Regions from separate parts of the Sus scrofa genome. Here regions 2, 3 and 4 are each linked to region 1. A link is a contact called in public Hi-C and HiChIP or PLAC-seq data. All regions are on one chromosome and are shown on one strand. Each heading gives the region's core, a stretch centred on a gene start, on an enhancer-like site or on the middle of the called end of the contact. The rest is flanking DNA. Distances are from core to core; before and after follow the strand shown. Region 1 holds the start of LRRK1 (leucine-rich repeat serine/threonine-protein kinase 1). Region 2 holds the start of ADAMTS17 (A disintegrin and metalloproteinase with thrombospondin motifs 17). Region 3 holds the start of SELENOS (selenoprotein S). Region 4 overlaps ASB7 (ankyrin repeat and SOCS box protein 7).

Evidence for each region. A called contact is a pair of places that touch in the nucleus more often than the background predicts. HiChIP or PLAC-seq counts read pairs in DNA pulled down with a chosen protein or histone mark.
Region 2: a contact with region 1 is called in a Hi-C map of embryonic fibroblasts, with 2.9 times the contacts expected there. The contact joins the promoter of ADAMTS17 here to the promoter of LRRK1 in region 1. A contact is called at or near these places in 3 of 47 Hi-C or Micro-C datasets (embryonic fibroblasts, retroperitoneal adipose tissue and subcutaneous adipose tissue).
Region 3: a contact with region 1 is called in an H3K27ac HiChIP or PLAC-seq map of alveolar macrophages. The contact joins the promoter of SELENOS here to the promoter of LRRK1 in region 1. A contact is called at or near these places in 2 of 47 Hi-C or Micro-C datasets (liver and skeletal muscle) and 2 of 2 datasets of contacts at active chromatin or transcription factors (alveolar macrophages and skeletal muscle).
Region 4: a contact with region 1 is called in a Hi-C map of embryonic fibroblasts, with 3 times the contacts expected there. The contact joins the enhancer-like site here to the promoter of LRRK1 in region 1. A contact is called at or near these places in 12 of 47 Hi-C or Micro-C datasets (adipocytes, alveolar macrophages, brain and 7 more) and 1 of 2 datasets of contacts at active chromatin or transcription factors (alveolar macrophages).

What each region holds. Positions count from the first base shown.
Region 1 is chr1:139,492,628-139,495,885 of Sscrofa11.1, reverse strand. LRRK1 (leucine-rich repeat serine/threonine-protein kinase 1) reads right to left here and starts at 1,760. Exons shown (of 34, transcript XM_021098586.1): 1 at 1,437-1,760.
Region 2 is chr1:139,014,148-139,017,405 of Sscrofa11.1, reverse strand. It overlaps ADAMTS17 (A disintegrin and metalloproteinase with thrombospondin motifs 17), which reads left to right and starts at 1,725. Exons shown (of 24, transcript XM_013993230.2): 1 at 1,725-2,104; 2 at 2,572-2,936. The coding sequence starts at 2,026.
Region 3 is chr1:139,835,323-139,838,580 of Sscrofa11.1, reverse strand. SELENOS (selenoprotein S) reads left to right here and starts at 1,658. Exons shown (of 6, transcript NM_001164113.1): 1 at 1,658-1,773; 2 at 2,411-2,545. The coding sequence starts at 1,698.
Region 4 is chr1:139,220,358-139,223,615 of Sscrofa11.1, reverse strand. It overlaps ASB7 (ankyrin repeat and SOCS box protein 7), which reads right to left. Exons shown (of 6, transcript XM_003121646.4): 5 at 1,071-1,676. Among named protein-coding and RNA genes, the nearest start is that of ASB7, 31 kb to the right of the region's middle. Within about 2 kb of position 1,570, at least 3 of the 83 cell types and tissues checked have an H3K27ac peak or open chromatin away from gene starts, as enhancers often do.

The DNA of each region.
Region 1 (3,258 bases), core at 511-3,010:
AAGGACATACACAGAGAGATGTGAGAGTGAGGCTGGGTTTAGAGGGGGTGGCTGGGTGGGGAGGCAATGGCCAGGTGATCTGAGACGGCAGAAGCCAGATCAGCTGCAGGGATGCGGACGGGAGGAGGTCTTCTGGATTTCGTGACAAGCATAAGGAGATGTTATTGAAGGGTTACAAGCAGAAGACTGACACTCTCGAATTTACCTTAAAAAAAAAAAAATCACCATGGCTGCCAAATGGAGACTGGGCGTATGGGAAGCACTGCAATTGCACAGGTAAGAGATGCTGGTGGCTTGGACTAGAGTGGGCCATAAAAAGGAAGGGGATGGACCCCACACACCTTTGAGACCCAACAGGACTTGCTAACCATTGAATTCAAGGAATGAGGAGTTGGGACAAGGGACGACTCCTAGGTTTTTGATCTGAGCAACTGTGCCTACTACCTTTAGTATGAGGCCACCCCCTGAGATGTGGAGGCTTGGGGCAGGGCCCCCAAAACCTTCTGCAGGACAAATTAGGTGTGAGGTTTGTATGTTTCTAACTTTTTTATTCTTCCGGGGCATAAACAAAGATAATGAAGCCAAACGACCAAAGGAGGGGAATGTTAACATTTTTCCAAATCCTGCATATTCTAGTTGTCCCCTTAAGGCCCAGGGGAATTTGGACACAATAAGTGACAAAGTCTGAAAATGGTGTGTTTGGTGAGAGGCTCACCAAAAACAAACTACAGGCTCCCGTATCTCTCCTTCTCAGACCCCTGCAGGGGGATGTGCTCCTGAGAGAAAAGCTTCTTGACCTCAAACAAAGAGGGGCTGGTCGAGCCCAGCACAGAAGTCGCCCAATTATTCGTTATCATATCCCTCCGACCCCCAGCCTTCCTCGGCAGCCTTCCTCGGCTGCCTTCCTCGGCTCCCTTCCTCATTCCACCACATCCGCGCTCATCTCCTGCGCCTCTGCCGGGAGGTCGCCGCAGAGACCGCCAAGGTGGTGGCGGGGTTTTATCCGCACCGCCGGAGATCCGACCCTCAGGCCAGAAGAGGGCCTCAGCCTGAGGGTGGGATGAAGATGCGCCGGCCGTCGCGCACCAGGCCGTCGGGGCAGGGAGCTGCTGCTTCCCCACACCCCCGCGCTCACACTCAGCTTACACTCTCGCTCACAAGCACATTCACTCTCAGGCTCACACAACGCACACGCGCTCTCACGGCCACTCCGACTTGAAGGAAGCGAGTTTTTCCAAAGGCGGAGGGAGAAGTACTCCTTGCTCGAGTCTGCTCTCCCTGCCCGGGCCCCGTCCCGGGGGGTCTCGGGTTCCCCGCCTGGGCCTCGTGCCCCGTGAGCGCGGCGGCAGGCGGCGGGGCCATGAGCCCTGGGGTCGCCCTGCGCCCGGGGCCTGGCGGCGGGTCCCCTGGCGGGGCGCGGGCCCGGCGGCGCTTACCTGAGGCGGCCGGCGCCTTGGACTCTGCGCTGAGCGCGGGCGGGGAGGAAGACGGCGGATCCGGGCCGGGCCGCCCCTCTGCCCTCCGCCCCTGCGCCTCTGGCCGCTCGCGGGGCCGGGCCAGACACACACTTCCTCAATCCTGAGGAGGGCGGGCGGCAGGCGGCGCGAAGGGTGCGTAGCGAGGGTCGGAGCGGCGGCGTTGCCAAGGAACTGGTTCGGGGAGCACCCCCACCACCACCTCCCCGACCTCCCGCCTCAGTTTCCCTGCTGCAAATCCCAGGCGATCGCGCTCATTGCTCCTGGCCCGGAGGCCCCCCGGCCCTTCCCGCTTTGGGACATCCTGCTTTCCACGCGGGGCGGGCGCGGCGCTGAGAGTGGTCGTTCTCTGCTCAACCCAGCTTCCCCTGCCCCTCTGATCCGCTCCGCTGCAAAATCCGCTGATGAACCTCTGACTCATATATGTAGATCGTATACTCTGGCAGTAAATATGGAAAAGACGGGAATATTCATTTGTGTAAAACTATAGAGCAGACTAGAAATGTGTAACTTTAAAGCTTTAATAGTTTTCAAACTGCACCCCTTCTACCACATGAATTTACTAATGTAATTATGGATGTATACAAATATGTCACTGTTTGGTGAATCATTTTAAATTGCCTGGGGTTATTTTTGAGGGGGGAGGTGGTAGATAAACATTGGGGCATATAGGCAGTTTATTATGTTTCAAGCTACCTTAACTATGTTCCCACCAGTGAGGCCATTGTACAAACGCAGAGCATAAAGATGTATGTCCATGCTTGCAGACAGGCATGGATTTGGCTCCATGTGCCCACCGGGTAAAGAGAAGCCGGTTTGGAAAAAAGCAGATGATTCTTCACCCTGGCAGGACCTGCCTCCTAGGCTCCTCTCACGTAGTGTTACGACTAGAACATTCCCAGGATTTACCCCAAGGCACAAAGACAAATTGCCACCACCCTTACTTCCATTTCACAAAAGCCAGGCAGCTGCAGGGCCATCACGTCACCTCGCGGAAACCCAGGACTGTGGCCCCTCGGACAAGCTCCTTGGGCCCCTCTTTGGCGAGGGGACCGCCGGGCAGCTTTGCTTTACTCCCAAGAGGTTGTCCCTCTAATTCTCCTGGACTGGACGCCCTTTCAAAAGGGTGGGTGCAGTTTTGCAATCCTACCCTCATCACCGCGGTTCTAATTCCAGTATGCAAAAGGCGTTAATATGATTGCTACCGAAAAGTCCCTAATAATTTGCAAGGCGTGGCGTCCACGGTGTTGAGTGAGCCCGCGAATCTCCACAAAGCGCCCCAAGGGCGCGCGGCCCTGCCATCTAGCGGCACCGTGAGGAAGTGCATGCCCAGTGCTTGAGCAGACAACTAGTGGACGTGGCCAATGGGGGGGGGGCAGCAATTCAATTTCCCTTTTAAGTAAGCCTGGGAACCGTCTTGGAAATGTCTCCACTGTAGAAAACCGTTGGGATAGTCTACACACAGGGGGCTTGTTTCAAGCTGATTATATACCAGCATTTAACTCCATCCGTTAGGCGTGTGTTAGTTACAGGTTTACAGGGGGCCATTGCTAGGTCAGTTAAGATTTCCACTGCTTTTTTTTTTTGGCCTTGCCTGGGGAATGGGAAAGTTCCAGTGCCAGGGTTGGAATCTGTGGCACAGCAGTGACCAGAGCCATAGCAGTGACACTAGATCCCTAATCCACTAGGCCACCAAGGAACTTCATCTTTCTGCTTCTTCTTGACCCTCGCTAACCACAGTCCCCCTAGCTTTTGTTCCACATTGGAATTCTCAGCATCTCAT
Region 2 (3,258 bases), core at 476-2,975, 480 kb after region 1:
ATGTGGCTGTATACTTTTCCCACCGCCACTTACCAAAGAGACTATCCTTTATTCTTGAGCATTCTTGGCTCACTTGTCAAATATTACTTGACTAGATACATGTGGGTTTATTTTGGAGCTCTATTAGCCATTTATCTAATGGTGGTCATTCAGGTCTTGCTTTTTTTTTTTTTTTTTTCTTTCCCCTAAATAATTCAGAGTGGTGAACATTCTAGAATATTGCCAGTTCATTTGTGGTAGTTAGCCAGAAGTGGAACAGCAGAATTGTAGGGTGTGTACAGTATTGTTCTTCAAAGTGGCTATGCCAATTCGCACTCCCTCCCATGGGCAGGACAATGTCCTCTCCAATTCTTGATATTTCCAAGTGCTTCAGTTCGGACAGGCTGGAAGATGAAATGGTATCCTGCTCTTGCTTCAGTTTGCATGCCCTTGCGGACTACTGAGCATCAAGTAGACTCCTGATGGCAGAAGGAATTGTTCCCGCAAGGTAGTGGGGCTGCTACTCCTGGCTTTTAGTAACCAGCCTTTGAGGTGGCTCTTTGCCCAACAAATCTTCACCAAAAAGCTCTCCATGATTTCTTGTGCCACCAGAAGAGGCTGCTGAACCTTCAGTCAGCTGAGGCTGCTTTCAAGGGGAGGGGGAAAAAAACCCAAACTAGGCCATGAGCAAGCTGCATGAGGTTTCCAGGAACTAGGTGTCTGGTGGTGGGTGGCAGCCCCTGGAGCAGTGGAGGGTGCGGTGGACAGAGCAGAAAAGGATTCCACTAGCAGCACCCTAGGGGACACACAGACTAGCAAGTTTGCAGTAGTGAGAGTGATGGGCTTTACTGAGAATCAGTGACACAGCCCACTACCAGGGTTAATGAAATGTCAGGAAAGCTGAACAGTGCTCACTTCTGGATTCCTGTCGATAACATGTAACCCTGGGGTGCATTTTAGATTCTGAGAGGCCCTAAGCAGAGTCCAAGAGGAGTGCTGTTGCCCCTCTGCCTTGAAAAAACGGAAACAGGCAGGACAGGCAAGCAGGGAGGGGGAGGGGAAGAGACATGAGAATGGTTACACCTCAGTTAATTTTGTTTTGTTTTGTTTTTCTTCCAGAACTTGCTCAGTTATGAATGATTCATTCTGTTGCAGAAAGACTTGGGTTCAAGTTCAGTCTTTGCTACTTTGTGTCCCAGTTTCCTAACCTGTAAAACTGGGCTAATATTCCTTCCTACGTGCCATGGAGGGCTCTTGCCGTGGAGAGAACAGCCCCGTCCGCAAGCCAGGAGCCACATTCTAGCTCTTGCTGGGATACAAACCCACTGGCTAACTCAGCAAGCTCCTTATGCTCACTCTCGCCCCCTCAGTGTCTAAGTCTGTAAGAGTGTGTGATCTCGCCTGTGCCACCAGCTTCCGTGCAGATAAAGATGACAGGAGGTGTGAAGGATTTGCATAAACACCTCTCCCTTGGAAGTGGCTAGCCATCCCGTGCAAAGTTGCGCACCTAGAGCAAGAAAGTGCCCAGCTACAGACAACCCAAATTGGTTTTACTTTAGATGCAGAGAAAATATACTTTTATGGATGATATCTGTTGGCTAGGATTTCTGGACTGTCTTTTTGGGAAGCTGAGCAGCAGGGTTTGAGAGGGTTACAAAAATGGGGACAAACTTTGAAGACCAGTCAGGTGTCCTGGGTCCTCCTCAACAGCGCGGCTCCAGACGGCTCCCTTGCGCCACCTGGTGCCCCCTCCCCGCCACTGCCCAGAAACCACGTGTAAGAAAATTCTTACAACCTAACTACGCACCCTGGTTTAGACCCTTCTTAGCCAATAGAGAAGGGGGAGGCGGGGTAAAGCAAAGCGAGAGTCCTATCATCTCCAGCTTTCCGAGGAGAAGGCGGGGCTTGGGATTTACCACGTTGGGTTTGTCCGCAGCGCTAATTACTTTTTCCAAAGGCTGGAGGGCTTCACTCCGGCTGGCGCCGCCGCCTCGCGCGCTCCTGTTCCGCCGCGACCGTCAAGGGGGGCTGCTCCTCCCAAGTACCATGTGTGACGGCGCCCTGCTGCCTCCCCTTGTCCTGCCCTTGCTGCTGCTGCTGGTTTGGGGACTGGACTCGGGTGCAGGTAACGCTCCCTCTACTCCCGCCCCTTAGCTCGTGCTTCTCGCGGCCACCTTCCTTCTGCCCTCCCGAGGCATCTTGGCGGCCTCCGCCTGCCGGCGTGGCCGGGATCCGGCGGCCGACAGCTGACAGCTCCCGGGTCCAGGGGGCGCGGGCCGCGGCCGGAAGACTGGGCTCCAGGCGGCTCCCGGGCGGTCGCGCCGCCGCCAGTTCTCCGGACGCCGATGCGGCGGCCGTATTCCCGGAGGTGCTCGGGTAGCCCAGCCGGAGACCTTTCCAGGGTGGCGCGGGGTCTGGGGAGAGGCGCTGAGTGGCATGGAGGTGCCTGGGCGAGATAAGGAAAGAGAGCAACGGCTCGGGGCCGTGTTGTCTCTGGGCTGGCGCGGGATGCCCAGCGCTGGACCTCGCGCTCGGTGGGCGGGCGGCGGGGCGGCCGGGCCCCGGCGCGCTGACGCGTCTCCTCTCTTACAGCGGTCGGCGACGCGGCGGCCGACGTGGAGGTGGTGCTCCCGCGGCGGGTGCGCCCAGACGCCGTGCACCTGCCGCAGCTGCCTGGCGCCCCAGGGCCGCGAAGACGTCGGCGACCCCGCGCGCCCCCCGCCGCCCCGCGTGCCCGGCCTGGCGAGCGCGCCCTGCTGCTGCACCTGCCGGCCTTCGGGCGCGACCTGTACCTGCAGCTGCGTCGCGACCTCCGCTTTCTGTCCGGCGGTTTCGAGGTGGAGGAGGCTGGCGAAGCAGGGCGCCGTGGACGCCCCGCCGAACTGTGCTTCTACTCGGGCCGCGTGCTGGGCCACCCCGGCTCCCTCGTCTCGCTCAGCACTTGCGGCGGCGGCCTGGTACTGCCCGCACCCCCTTGGGGTCTGCCTGGCGATCCCTCGCAGAGTTGGGAAGGGGAATAGGGGGAACGGGGGCGGGGGAAGGCGTCTGGGATGGGGGTGGGGCCACCAGGGATGCTCTGCTGCTCGCGGGAGGGAACCCCTCCTACCTCTTCCCGCCCACCCTTTTTCTCCACCTCTTCCCTCCCCCACCTTCCGGAGGGTCTGTGAACGGAGGCTGCGGGAGGGGAAGGGTCTGATTATCCAGTGCCTTCCGATGGCTGCTAAGCCTCAGCAGTGTGCCTGGCCAGGACCCATGTGGTGTTGCTGGGAGGGAGATAAG
Region 3 (3,258 bases), core at 409-2,908, 340 kb before region 1:
CCCAAACCAAGCATTGGAACCCAAGAAGTCATTCAGTTTTAGCAGAGTGAGTTCCTGCAAGATGCCAGAGCAAGTAAGAAACCCCCTCAAAGCAAAGAGTTCGTCATTTTTCACAAGTTAGGAGGAGAAATATCAATGGGGGAGGCGGTGGGGAGGTGGATAAAATTCTTCCTAAACTCATCAAAAAAGGGCTGTATTCACAGTCTTAACTGATAAAATCAAGTCCTTAATTTCCCAATTGGAGGAGTGCTCTTTCAAGATTAAGAAAAACGTTCAGGAGTTCCCATTGTGGCACAGTCGTTAACGAATCCGACTAGGAACCAAGATTGCAGGTTCGATCCCTGGCCTCGCTCAGTGGGTCAAGGATCCGGCATTGCGGTGAGCTGTGGCGTAGGTTGCAGACGAGGCTCAGATCTGGCAGTGCTGTGGCTCTGGTGTAGGCCGGTGGCTACAGCTCCAATTAGACCCCTGGCCTGGGAACCTCCATATGCTGCGGGTGCAGCCCTAGAAAAGACCAAAAAAAAAAAAAAAGTAAAACGTTCAGGCTTTCTTTGCCAAGGCACATGAATTCAAGTTCTTCAGTGAGGAGCCCTTCTTACTGCTTTTCCGACTCAGTGCTGAAAAGGCCCTTGTGAAGTCTCAGAGGTCGCCCCCTTGAGAAAAGTCTGGGTGAGGCAGCCAAGGGAGCCCTGGGCCTCCAGCCTCGCGTGGGCACACACTCTGAGGTCCTCCTGGCCCTATTCCTAATCCTCATCCCTTTTTTTGAGACATGACTAGGTACCTTCACTTTAAATCCTTCTTCAAGAAAATCTCAAGGTCAGATTTCAAAAAGTGTGGTTAACCTTGAGGACGCGGGTTCGATCCCTGTCTTCGCTCAGTGGGTTAAGGATCCGGCCTTGCTGTGAGCTGTGGTGTATGGGTTGTACATGTGGCTGGATCCTGTGTTGCTGTGGCTGTGGCACAGGCCCGGAGCTACAGCTCTGATTCAGCCCCTAGCCTGGAACCTCCGTATGCCCTGGGTGCGGCCTAAAAAGGGGGGGTGGTGGTTAAGGTTGGCCTCAGAGAGGTGGCGGTGGGTGAGGGGTGGAGGTGGGCCAAGAAAACAGCCAGGACGCTATTAAACATAATCATCAAGCCTTGTGACACTCAGTAAGATTCAGTGCGAGGTGGGGCCATTGGTTGTTGGGGTCATTCTTTTTCCAGAGATTTTGATTCTAAAGAATAGAACTCCTAGGCGAGCGGGGACTTTCTGGGCCAGGATTAAGGGTGTGGGCGCAAATCCGGTTTCCAACCTCCCCGGACGACCTCGGTGTCCAATCAAAAGCAAACACTCCCTAAGGAGGTTGTGAGGAAGTCGCCAAGAGGCCGAAGGCGCAGCGAAGCTGGGACACCCCTCAGGCAGCAGGTCACCCCGCCCCTCCCCGGTCTCTCTCAGCTCCTCCGGGATCTAGCCACCGCCCCTCCCGAGCAATCGCTTTTCAAGCCCTCACAACTCTCCCTCCCTCCTCCCCTCTTCCCCGCTGGGTCGCTTCGGCCACGCCCTCGCTACGATTGGCCGAACGCTTGGGCCGGGTCGCGACGCGATTGGCTCGGACGCCTGAATGCCGGCTTGGCGCGCCACGTGTACATAGGGGTTGGCCGGAAGGAGAAGGCTCCAGTTGACGCAGCCGGCCGGGCCAGGCCCTACGCTGGTGGCTATGGAGCAGGACGGGGACCAGCTGTCCGCGCGGCCGGCCCTGGAGACCGAAGGCCTGCGCTTCCTTCACGTCACGGGTGAGTTGGCATGGGCCGCTGGGCAGAGGGTTTGCACCGCCATGTTCGGTGGGTGGTTCTCCGCTGCGCCCGGGCCAGGCCCGGCCGGCACCCGGCTGTCAGCGCCGCACGCAGGCCCGGGCAGTGGGCCCGGAGCGCGCGTGGAAGCCCTCCCAGAGCGGCGCTTCCCTGGGCGGCGCCGTCGACCCTTTTTTTGCGCTAGTCCTTTACTCGATACGGAACAAGCCTTTCCGGGTTGCGGTTACTGGGGTCACTCGCCGCTTGGTGTTTGCCTCAGGCCTCGGCTCCCCGCCCCAAGCGCACCCCCGGCGCTGTGTTAGCCCCGCAAAGTCACCCCTTTCTATATGTTGGCAGAATCTGAAAGGCCTTTGGTCTCCTGAGTCAGTACACTTCCCTTCACCCCTCGAAACCCGGCTGGCGTACCCCACATCCTCCGGACTTGCCCCCTCGTGTTCCCCAAGTGGTTGAGAAGTCCCTTCTCAGTGGTCCCTGAATTGTCGCACTTCTCCCTGTTGTAACTGCCTGCTTAGGAGATCTCAGCCAGACCCGGAAGGAACTAGGCTCATTTTGCCTTTGTGGAATTTCATGGAAAAGCCCCGTCTTTTTTCCTTTCTTGAAAACTGTTTCTTCTTTCCAGTGGGCTCCCTGCTGGCCACCTATGGCTGGTACATCGTCTTCTGCTGCATTCTTCTCTACGTGGTCTTTCAGAAGCTGTCTACCCGGCTGAGGGCCTTGAGGCAGAGGCACCTGGATGGAGCTGCTGCTGCCCTGGGTTAGTGCCTGATAAAAAATCAAGGCGTGGCTTTACACTTACTTAAATATTTCAAAAGTTAGTCTGATATTAAGAGTAAGAAGTACAACTCTATGTAGAAGGGAAACTATTTTATGCTTCTGAAATTGATTTTGGTGAATGTACCATAGGTTTTTGTTTCAGTTGCAGCTTTTAATGGGAGAAAAACTCTGCTTGATGGTGTGTAGGGCACTCCCTGTGTATCTTGTTGCGTGGTTTTTCACTTAACAGCATAGGTTAGAGCTTCACATTTTCTCCATATCCATGGCTCTTGCGGGCTAACTCTGAGCTATCTCTAGAGCCATTGTGAGTGACAAGAAACTCTTTTAGTTTTTCACAGCCACTGCATTTTGATTTCCTCATCAGACCTGATATAGATTATTACACTTGGCTGTTTCAAAAACACATTCCCCCTGAACCAGTAGCTTTTAAGTAGTTGGATGCTAACAGTTGCTGAGGACATATCCTCCAAAAATGTTAAATGTTTTGAACATAACAGCATAATTAAATACAAATTATCGGTCCTCTGAGTCACCACAATTACTGCAGCTGGGGAGGAAAGCAAACATCGTAACACAAAAGTAGGCATGAGTAGAAAGATTTAGAAAATTCCTTCACTCTCCTCTACTATGAAACCCTACAGTCCTGCCGTTCTCTCAGTATTTTTGATTGTTGGTTATACATGCAACAACAGA
Region 4 (3,258 bases), core at 321-2,820, 270 kb after region 1:
AGGATAACCTCCAAGGACAGCCTTCCAAGGACAGATGGTGCCTCATTTCTGAAAAGCACCCCAACCAAGTCTGCTCAGCCACTATCCTTTATGGAAGCAATCAGCCAACCCACACTTCCTGAGGACCTACTAGGTGCATGGCTCTGCTCTATATGTAGTGAAGAACTCAAACACAAAGAGGCAGTCACATCCATTTTTCTATCTGCCCTAATTTTAAAGGTACATGTGGAGTTCCTTGGTGGCACAGTGCGTTAAGAATAAGGCATTGTTAACTGCTGTGGCTCTAGTTGCTGCTGTGGTGCAGGTTCAATCCCTGGCCTGGTAACTTCCACATGCCCTGGGCACAATGGGAAGGGGAGAGAAGGGAAATAATACAACACACGCGTCGCTACACATGGTGGGTTGGACACTTCCTGGCTTAAAAAAAAGTGCCTGTTTGCACAAAAACAGGTCAGTTACAATGTCCTGTGTGGGCCAGGGACAGTGGCACTATATTTTCCACTGATAGTTAATTTTTTCCTTACAACAATTGCTACAACCCTTACAACCCTTAACCTGCATTACTCAGATATGTAAGTAAATAACACTGCTGTTCCATTTCATGTGTCCCACACTGTAATGAAGTAGAAAAGCAACAATAAAATATGAGCAAGAGCTTAGCCATAGAGCGCAAATTCTAGCTCACTTTCATAGCTATGGATGCCAATATCCAAAATCCTCCTTCTAATTCCTCAATCTTAATTCCACAAAAGCCTGGAAATACTATGCTTATGAATAGCAGGAAGTGCCTTGTTCTAACATCGATCTTTGTTAATTTAAAAAATTCTCCTGTTTCTTTTTCTCCATTTCTTCTCTCACCCCACCCTATCTACTCTCATTACTTCTAGTAACACAACTGTTTTTTTATGAAATCTTGTGATGTGGAGCCTTCTTTTCATTTTACTTACCAGGTAGGGCTAACAGGAATCATTCATGTCTGGCCATTTTAAGTTGTAAAACACCTTAAGCTCCTCAGAAGATGCAATTGAAAAAAAAAAAAAAGTAGTAATAGTAATAATTAAATTACATACTTGTGACTTCCTGTAAGAAATCCAAACACGGTCGACTACTTCCAGAAATGCTTATTGAAACAGCCAGTGGGGTCTGTCCTTCATAGTTCCTTGTGTTCGTGTCCGCTCCATAATTATATAACATCCGCGCACAAAGCACGTCATCCCTAAGGGCAGACAGATGTAATGGCGTCTGTCCATCTTCTAAGCGACCCAAGTTTGTGTCTGCTCCTCTTTGAAGGAACATTCGGCAATAAGAGTGATTGCTTTTGATCACAGCGTATCGCAACAGGAAACCGTTCTGAATGTCGATATTGGCATTGTGGTCCAGGAGGATCTTCACACAGCTCGACCTCTCCCGGATAATGGCAAGCTGAAGCGGTGTTGTGCCTTTATCACTGAGTGGGTCGACCTCAGCCTTGAACTCCAGGAGGAGTCGGACGAATGAGTCCCTACCATAGTGGGCTGCCACATGCAGGGGGGTCCAGCCATCATTGCTTTTGGCATTAATGATGTCGCTCCTGTATTCGGATTCCAACATGAGGCGTGCAATCCGGGCCCGGCCATGCATGGCTGCGTAGTGAAGAGCAGTGAAGCCTCCGATTAAGTCCTTCACTGTGGGATCAGCTAGAGTGAGAACCAAATGGAAAAACATTAGCAGACTCTGTGACAAAGCAATGAACTCTGCCATGGGATGGCACATCTTAGCCGACTCTTGTTCGAAATGTGAAATGATGAAACAGTATAATGAATACCACGTACTTCTCAGCTTAACCCAAGCAGAGTTTTAATGGAAAATAAATTTTACTAGAGAGTTATCAAAGCTGGGTTAACAGGATGAACATGACTTACAAAGTGTTTAGAAGATGTACACAAAAAACAGAGTCCAGATCACCACATCCCTTCTCTTTGCTAATTGAACCAACTGCCCTTGGCTTCCCAACTCCCTCATCTCTGCACTGTTTCATGCTTCTCTTCTGTTTTGAACTTTTTATTTTATTTTCTCTTGTGCTTCTTCTTGGTCTTAAAGAGAAGCATGTGTAGCAACATCTGCTGCTCTAAATTACGGATGTACTGCGGTCTGGCAGACTGTGTTGTTTTAGGCTGTATTAGTTTAAAAAAAAAAAGTTTTTCTGTGGTCTGTAAAAATTCCAAAGCTTGTAAGATATATGCTAAGTGATCTTGATAAATTATGTTTTCATAAGATAAAAGTCTATTCTGAATTCTTCATTTTACAAGAATCTTGGTAAGAGTTAAGCAGCACACATTGTGTGAAAAGTTGGGAGAAACCTCAGCACTGTATAAATATTATTTTCTAAAACACTTTCAAAACTCTCTCCTAAATTGACAGATCTCTTGAAGAAAGAAAAGAAATAAAAGAGAGAAAGAAACAAAAATGATTTATCAGCTATGTTACTCCTCAAGTCACAGAAATTTTGTCACCTGCCCCCAATCTTTCCTGAAGCCAGGGGTCAGTTCTGCACACAACTCATCCTACTGGCCTTCCTGAGCAGGGGCAGAAAAGGGGAAGAACCCTCAGAGGATGCAGGTCACTTCCTGGAGGCCAGCAATTCCATGTGAAGATAACTGGGCAGACCTAACTACCTAGGATTAAAATGCTTTCTCCTGGAGTTCCCATCATGGTGCAGCAGAAATGAATCCTACTAGGAACCATGAGGTTGCAGGTTAGATCCCTGGCCTTGCTCATCGGGTTAAGGATCCGGCGTTGCCATGAGCTGTGATGTAGGTCACAGACACGGCTTGGCTCTGGTGTTGCTGTGGCTGTGGTGTAGGCCAGCAGCTACAGCTCCTATTAGACCCCTAGCCTGGGAACCTCCATATGCCACAGGTGCACCCCTAAAAAGACAAAAATAAAATACAATAAAATGCTTTCTTCTCATAAGAGTCATCCTTAATTTTTCATTTGTTCATAAAAAAAAAATTCATGCATGTTCTACAAACAAACAAATGAGACGCCTCCAAAATTATATGATCAAACACTCATGGACTATTTAGTACAGTGTTGCTTAGTTCTAAAACATTTTATGAAATCAAATTTTATGAAGTCTGCTCTCTTAGCAAAACCTATGAGGCATAAAACTATATGTAAAATAGTAATAAAACTGTGGAGAATACAAATTTCAATTAAGATGTAGTTGAAACAAACCTGTAAAAAGTTAACACTTTTTTAGGTAAGCTGTATCAGTTG